Linked DNA regions of Hordeum vulgare: region 2 is linked to region 1. Evidence: chromatin contacts called from public Hi-C data. All regions are on one chromosome and are shown on one strand. The core of a region is the stretch at or near the end of the contact, and the rest is flanking DNA. Distances in the headings are between cores, read along the strand shown.

Evidence for each region. Hi-C and Micro-C count contacts between places; a contact is called where the count stands out from the background.
Region 2: a contact with region 1 is called in a Hi-C map of leaf, with 3 times the contacts expected there. The contact joins two enhancer-like sites. A contact is called at or near these places in 2 of 6 Hi-C or Micro-C datasets (both in leaf).

Annotation. Positions count from the first base shown.
Region 1 is chr7H:488,027,533-488,031,643 of MorexV3_pseudomolecules_assembly, forward strand. No RefSeq gene overlaps it. Among protein-coding and RNA genes, the nearest start is that of LOC123409943, 110 kb to the left of the region's middle. Within about 2 kb of position 1,714, at least 3 of the 3 cell types and tissues checked have open chromatin away from gene starts, as enhancers often do. A contact at or near this core is called in leaf, where this site is marked.
Region 2 is chr7H:488,139,730-488,144,044 of MorexV3_pseudomolecules_assembly, forward strand. No RefSeq gene overlaps it. Among protein-coding and RNA genes, the nearest start is that of LOC123410214, 150 kb to the right of the region's middle. Within about 2 kb of position 1,647, at least 3 of the 3 cell types and tissues checked have open chromatin away from gene starts, as enhancers often do. A contact at or near this core is called in leaf, where this site is marked.

The DNA of each region.
Region 1 (4,111 bases), core at 464-2,963:
CAGCACGAGCGTGCTCCTCCTCCTCCAGCTCCCGTCGTTCCTCCTCCTCCTCCTTCTCCAGCTCCATCAGCCGAAGGCCTTCGGCGCGCTCCGCCCGTAGGTGCTCCGTCCTCCAGTGTTTGAGGTAGGCTTGCTCCTGCTATGGCGTCGCGCCCCAGCCAGGTGGGCGGCACACTGACAAACTTGCTGACGACACCATTCCAGTGGTAGACCTCCCGCGACTCTGTGGGTTCGGGCTTCGACGGAGGTGGCACGACGCACTGGCCGGCGACCGACAGCGCGATGGCCTCTGCAAGCTGCTGCTGGTACGCCGCCTCCTCGTCGGCCCTGCACGGCTCTTCTCCTCACTGTCATGGAGAACAGCTGTGTGCGCTGCCTGGTAGAAGGCCTTACCCTCCTGGTCCTCATCCGTGATGACAGGCGGGGGCGGCGGAGGGTCTCCTAGCTGCACTTCGCGCACGCCATGACGACGCTGCTCCTCCTGCTCCACCGCGAACCACACCTCCCCAGTTGAGGGGGTCGGCTGCGCATGCAGGGTTCCGCCGATGCTCCGGCGTCAGCAGAAGCCGACGACGGCTCACCTCCTCCGCGTGCACCCGCACGATCGCGGCACGGCCGACACCGGGATCCTCTCGGATCCAGATGCCAGTGGTGCGACAGGGTGACGTCGGGGTAAGGCAGCGGCACGCCGGTGCTCCCAGTGCCACCGCCTTGGTGCACCGGGACACTCACACGGTGGCGAGGCCTGCGGGAACACGCCGGCGGGGAGATGGCGCGGGGGTAGAGCGGGGCCTTGCCCTTGGGGCGGGAAAGAGCCGACCATGGTGCTAGGGTTTGGTCGCCGAGGAGGTGGCGAGATGGGGACGGGTGGCTTCTCGAAGCGGATGAGGCGGAACCTACCGCACGCTCGAATTAAAAAAGGCCGACCATGGTCGCTGACGCCCAAGGTGGGCGGCAGTCATAAATAATGTTGACCGCGGTGGTTGGGACGGACACGAGAGGACGCGCGTGTCCACTTCGAGTCCGCGCCGACGCATTTCAGTCCCAAATTTGGGTCGAAAATGGGTCGCGCGAGACGCGGATGAGACGTGTTTTTGAAAACGGGTCGGCGTGTTTGACCATCCGTTTTGTCAGCGCGACCCTAACGGACGACGACGGATGAAATGGATCGTTCCATTGAAGTCGCTTTAATTAATTTGGAAATGCAAGAAATGGTCTACATCCTGTTTATTCTTGAGAGTGTAGGACAAACCTTAACTTATAAGATAGGATGATTGAGCCTAGGCGAAATACAGGTGTCATGCTTGAAGAAACGTGTACACCTTATGCACAAGGATCTGCTGAGGTCCCGGAGACCTGGAGGCTGTCAGTCGAGAGCGAGGCAACCATTTTTCCCTATCTTATTCCTATTAAAAAAATGCGAGAACAAGTCCAAGTTTGCTTCACTTGCCAGGCTTCCTGTGTAGAATGAGAGGCCATCCATCCACGTGGAGGGGCTTCCAACATCTCACGGTAGACTGACTGGCCATGTGGGAAAGCGAGCACGCACTTGTGTAGTGGAGTATTTGAATCGGCCTCCTCCTTTTCCCTGGGAGGTTCGCACTGAGGGTGACGTGCCAACAACCCGATCAACAATCCTTTTTGCTGCCTGCAGTACGCTCTTTTATTCCTCACGATGATTGGACATACCTCTGTTGTTGTAGTGTTGCACTAGTATGAGAGCGACCAGGACTGTTCGTACATGGGGTGATGTAGCAAAATACACGGCAGTCAAGTCTATCCAGGACGTCCTCATCAGATTCCCATTTTTATATCCTGTCGTTGGTAGTACACCGTATGTATGGATGCAATTTGCGACCTTTTGTTAATGTTGGTGTGCAAGCATGAATTTGCTACTAATCCATATGCTTGGCGTTGCATTGGAAGTTTACATACTTTTATATTGGATCGCGATAACGCCCACAATCAAACTGTTGATGGGACTATACATCGGCATTCCATCTCTAACCCATTCGGTCCCACTACGTTTAGTGGAAATAATTAGACATTCCATAAAAAGTTGCCTAGATTATATAGGCATCACTCATTTCCCACCTAAAATATACTACTACATACTCCCGTTCCTAAATATAAGTCTTTTTAAGGTTTCACTAATAAACTACATACGGATGTATATAGACATAATTTAGAATGGACCTTTAGTAGAATGGATTAAAAGACTTATATTTAGGAACGGATAGAGTACATCACTAACACCGCACCGTAGCGAGAGGAGAAGTGCTTGCTTGCCCAAGATGATGCTCGCGTACATGGACGCGTTGCCGCCGCCACAGAACGGGACACTCTCGAGCTCACACTGGTGGCCGCCGGCGCGGCCGAGTGCGCGGTGGTGAGGGACTTCGGCGGCCTTGCGAGCGCCCGCCCTGTGACCGGTGTCCGGCTGGCGAGCGCCGCGATGTGACCAGCGCCATGCACGCTATCGTGCACACGACACACCTGACCATGGCCGCCCACGGCAACGACCACTTGGTGGCCAGGCAGGCCATGTCCGACGGCGGCCTTGTCCTTGACATGCGCGCCAGCGCGGCCTCCCGGTGCCAGCAGATGAAGCTCGTGTCGTCTTGGTGGGGCGGCCTCGCCCGGCGTCCCCGGCAGTGCGCTCTGGGAGGAGGTCCGCCACTAGGCCGTCTCGAACCACGACCTCGCCCCCGCCTCCTGAAGGGACTACCTCCGGCTCACGGCTCCACCGTCGGCGACACGCTCTACAATGACGACGTGACTGGGCAGTCCTTTCGCTACGGCCCGCAGGTGTCCAACGTGGTGGAGCTGGAGGTGGTCACAGGGAAGAGGAAGAGAAGGGTGCAGCAGTGGCGACGACCATCGATCGTTGACGGCAGTGGGAGCAGGTGGGATCCACTAAAGCAATTTAAGTGGGTGGGATAGTTTAGTTTCATTTAAATCCACTTCCACCTACAGCCTCAGCCCACACGTGCGGTGGGAGCAACATCCGCTCACACGTCTATAACATATAGATTGTGACAGCTCACCGCATGCATGTATGTAGGGATCTTTTCTGATTTCCAGTTTTTAAAATGTTTTATCTCTTAAATGAAAAATCCAATTGAAGATCTGTTTTCACCATTAAATCCATCGCGACGAGATCTTCGAAACTAGATTTCATATCAATATCATTCGACGACTTTTTTGGGGTAAAAGTTGCCATGTCTATTGCACATGATTTGCCATAGTGTTTACACGAAGTTGCTATGATATGTTTCAGGTATTTTTTCTTCTACCTTTTGAAAGTAAATTTTGATGGACCAGTAAAGAATTACATGATCACGCATTAAATTTTTCATGGTTAATTAGTAAGAATTGCCATGGTCAATTAATAAAAAATTCTATAAAAAGTAGTTCAAAAATATACCGATAGCGTTAAATCTAGAAGAAAAAATAGATAGAACATGTGATGGCAACTTTAGTGGAAACACTATGGCAACTATAGTGTAATATCATGACAACTCTGCCAAAACAAACTTCACCGAAACAATCAACATGAGATCTAGTTTTGAAGATCTCGTCGAGACGGATTTTTAATTAGAAGATAAAATATTTTTAAGCCAAAAAAACCTAAAAAGATTCCTGCTGATGTCATCTGATTTAACGTGGAGAAAATGAGTGATAACGAAGGCATGAAAAATGAGTGATAACGAAGCCGTGTGGGCAAATTGCGAACGCCCACACGGTGGGCGTTAGCTTTTCCTTTATATTTAAGTGCATCTCAGCTAACTCATCCCAATTACTCTTCATCCGAAAGGACAAACTCAAACTTTGAGCCATCTTTTGTGGGTACTCGCTTCGTTTTTATTATTCCACGTATTAGCTTGGTCAAAGCATGTAAATTTTGACAAAGTTTATAGACAAAAATATTAATATATACTCCCTCCGTTTTTAAATATTTGTTTTTTAGAAATTTCACTATGAATTATGTACGGATGTATACAAACATAATTTAGAATGTATATTCATTCATTTTGTTTTGTATGTAGTCCATAGTTGAATTTCTAAAAAAGACAAATATTTAGGAACGGAGAGAGTACAATAACAAATC
Region 2 (4,315 bases), core at 397-2,896, 110 kb after region 1:
GCCATCCTATGATGTTTTGAGTAGATTCCCTTTGTCTTATGGGTTGATTGATGATCTAGATTGGTTTGAGTTGCATGCTCTATTATTGGTGATATCCTATGGTGCTCTCCGTGTCACGCAAGCGTGAGTGATTCCCACTGTAGGGTGTTGCAATACATTCATTCACTTATAGTGGTTTGCTTGAGTGACAGAAGCATAAACCTGAGTAGGTGGGTTGATGCGTATGGGATAAAGGGGATTTGATGCTTTAATGCTATGGTTGGGTTTTACCTTAATGATCTTTAGTAGTTGCAGATGCTTGCTAGAGTTCCAATCATAAGTGCATATGATCCAAGTAGATAAATTAAGTTAGCTTATGCCTCTCCCTCATATAAAATAGCAATAATGATTACTGATCTTGTTAACAATTGCGTAGGACAATTCCGCACACCGGCCCACATTATTCCACACTCGCTATTTGTAATATATTGTAATATATTCCAACTTTATGATAACAACACCTATTTTCTATTTTAGTTCTCCGATGTCATGGAAAGCTATTTTCTTCATACCCACAACGTAGTTTTATTTCTTGTTCCTAGTTGGAAGCAAAAGTTCGGCGTATGTAGAGTTGTATCAGTGGCAGACGGGATTTGAGAGAATATTGCTCTTTACCTTTAGCTCCTTGTGGTTCGACACTCCATACTTATCACTTCCATCTTTGAAAATTGCTACGATGATTCCTTGCACTTAGGGATTATCAGCGCCGCGCGCCGGCGAACGGGTGGTGTTCGGTATGCATTTTAACCTCGACTTCGGACTGTCCGCCAACTGCTTCGTGCGGTGGTTCCTGGAGTTCTACAGCCTCCAAATCACCCATCTTGGGACAAACTCGATCTTGTACCTCGCCAACTATGCAACATTGTGCGTGGGGTACTTCGGCTTCTGGCCTTTGCCCTCTCTCTTCCATACCTTCTTCCATTTTCATGCCCAAAAGAACAAGTACGTGTCGTACGCCTCCAAGGGTGTGGTGTTGTATGCCTGGCAGAACGTGTTCTTCCCACGCATGAAGTTTATTGAATCCTTCAAGAAGTGGCAGCGTACATTCTTCTATGTGTGGAGCGTCGGGGAGGGGCATGACTGGGTCAACCTCCCACTGTTCATCGATGTGCCGCCGGCCGGCTCCAACTCGATCCTCGAGACATGCACCAAGGAAATCATTGGGATCCTGAGCCGTCTCTAGCAACTCAAGGCCTTGGAGGGGATGATGCCCGAAATATGGTAATAGCCTTCATCTCCTGTTGTGTGATGTCACTGCAGGAGCGACTGCATCGTATTTGCGACATGGGCTTCCGGAAGGACCCATGCATGCTGTCAACTATCGACCTGGTGTCAGCAAAGATATCTGCCCAGGTCAACGCCATCACTGGCTTCAAGCTGCGGGTGGATGACTGGTGGTTCGGCAAGGAGCCGTTCTGCCACAACTTTCCCATGTCGGGGGTAAGTTCTGACACTTTTGCCTTGCTTTAATTTTTAACACGATGAGTCATGTGCGGTCGCCCGCCCGTTTCAGCTTTTTAGCCCGCAACTAATGTCGAATGGCCCAAACCTGCATAATCAAGTGGTCGCCTGCAGGGACTCCGGATGCATCGATTACGAGATGGATGGAGACAACGCCGACGCCTCCAGGGGCTCGTAAGTGCCAAAGGCGGAGGAGGAGGATGTGGGGGAGGCACTGGCTGGCACCACGGTTGGCGGGTTTGGGCCAGCCGGTGAGTCTCGCCCCCATGTGATCTTGAAGGACTTGCTAGATGACGACGATGATGACGTGCGTATTGTGGATGTGCCACCTGTCATAGCAGAGCCGCCCCAGCGATGCCCTGCCCCAATGACACCGGCGAGGACGGAGCAAGGAACTTCTGGCTGGGCACTAGCCGGCAGCGGGTCAGTCGGCCCGTCAATACACGACGGAGGAACAATGGAGGGACAAGTGGCCGATCGAGGGGCAATCAATCTACCCGGACGCCAAGAAGACGTGGTCGGCCGCACTGCCACCAGGCACCCGACTACTGGTGTAGAGGGTGTCGAGGCGCAGCGGGCGTCCACTCCTCCTCGTGTCTGGGTAAGGGTTTTTGGTATTTGAGCTCATGCTCTTTTCTTTTCATTTCTGGTTTGCAGTGTTTGAGCTCGTGCTCCTTTATTTTTCTTCTCTGTGTCAGCAAGACCATCGATCTTCCGCCAGTAGCCCAGTCTGGCCCAGTGGGCGAGGTGGTTGCGAAGTTGGTCGTAAAGCATTCCATGACAACGCGGCTCAAGAAGGAACACGTCTCCCGTCTTCGGTTGGCCAAGGCGGCGACCGCAGCGGTCGCCTAGAGCAACCCCACGACCAAGGTGGCATGTGATGCCACGATGCAGGAGGCCCCCTAGGCTCGTGCCATGGAGTCTTTTCCAGCCCGCATGGAGAAGGGTCAGGAGCCAGCCCCGGAGACGGAGGTGCCGCAGCCTACGGAGCTAGCAGTGGTGGAGGAGGAGGGGCTATTGAGCCCAGCGGCGAAGCCGTCGCGCCGGCCTGAGCCTGGGGCGAGGGGTGGCGACGATCATGCCTTGGTTGTTTCGGCGACGCGGCCAAGTCCGGACACGTCGGAGGCGTCCGGCAGTGGGACGAGCCGTACGGGCCAGTCGTTGTAGCCGTGCTAGAGGATTGGGTGAGGCTGAATCATGCTCGAGGAATGGCTGGGGCGACTGTTTCGGTTGGAGCAAGCTCTCGTGCCAGCCAGCGTCGCAGAGATCATGGCGCGGTATCATCAGGGAATGGCCTCCTTCGCCCATTCGACGGTGAGCAACTTCCAGATGGTGGAGTGGGCCGTCCAAGTACGCGTTGCAAAATTTTCTCTTCTTTGCTGTCCAGCGGGGGCACGCCAGTGCACACATTGAGTGTAGTCCACGAGATTCAAGCCGGATGCGCGGCCGTGTGCTAGCCGGGCTAAATCTTCCTTTAATCTTCCTAACTTCTCCATTGATTCCTTCGCAGGCTGACACCATGAAGCACGATGCGCTTTTCAAACAGGTTGTTGTGTTGTGTCGTTTTAGCAAGAACACTTACTTCAAAACGAGGAAGGAGCTTGAGGCCCGCACGGTCGATCTGCAGAAAGCCCGAGGTACGTTTTCGGGTGATGGGTGCGCGCCAGCGCATCCACTCGGTGTAGTACTCGATATTCGGGCCAGTTGCGCAGCTACGCGGTAGCCGGGCCAAATCTTCTCTTGTGTTTGTATGTCTTCAAAATCATGAGTGCACGCCAACGCACCCACTCGGTGTAGTCCCCGAGATTTGGGTCAGTTGCGCGGCCGCGTGGTAGCCGGGCCAATTTTACTTGCATTTTCTGTGATAATCTTGTCGTGTCGGCTACTAACCGGTTTCCTTGATGCAGAGGGGGGGGGGCACATCCCCGAGGCCGAGGCCGCGGAGATGCACTACACGCTTGCGGACGTCCGAGGGAAGCGTGACGAGGTCGCCGACGATCGTGATCTGCTAAGGAAGGAGCATGAGGCCGAGTGGGCGGCGACGGAGTGGCTGAAGGCCGCCCACACGACGAAGTTGGAGCGGCTCACTGGGGCACTCCAGAAGGAGGCACCAACGAAGGAGGATGCATCAAGGGTGTTGGGTGTGAGCGGGTAGGAGGTGGAGACCCTCCGTGCCGAGGTGGCTGGGCTCGAAGAAGAAGTCTGTAAGGCGGAGGCGGCCAAGATGAAGGTGGAGCGAGAGGCGGCCGGCGCGCTCAAGATCTTCCACGAGGTCGACGAGGCTTTCTTCGGTGAGTGCCTTGCCTTTTTCTTGCTTGCGTTTGACCAGCAGCCTGCGCCGGCCATTACCTTGCTTGTATTACGTCTTAATGATTTTGCTGGTCTAACTCATTTCTTGGAGATTCATCCGCGGGTGGAGCAGGCTGTCGCGGAGCACCGGGATGGACTGCGCCGAGACGGGGGCGAGGTGGACGAGAGCTCCGGTTGGGCGATGGAGGAGGTGGCACTTGCATGTGAGGTCCGGCAGAACCACACGCAGGTGGTCCTTTGACGGCTCCAGACGGCACGCGAGGGCCTCATCAAGGCTCTCTGGCGTGACCAAGCGGTGGAGATTGTGCTTGAGAAGGGTGCGATCTCAACGCAAGAGCTTGTCCTTGAGGAGGGTGCCATCTTGATAGTTTTCAATGAAGTACTGGATCGTTTGTACCTCATGGACGCCCTCGCAGGAGTTATGGAGCTCGGTCCATCGCATGAGGTAGTCGCAGAGAAGCTCCGTTGACCCCTGGATGTAGAGGGCCAGCTGGTGGGGCCGGTC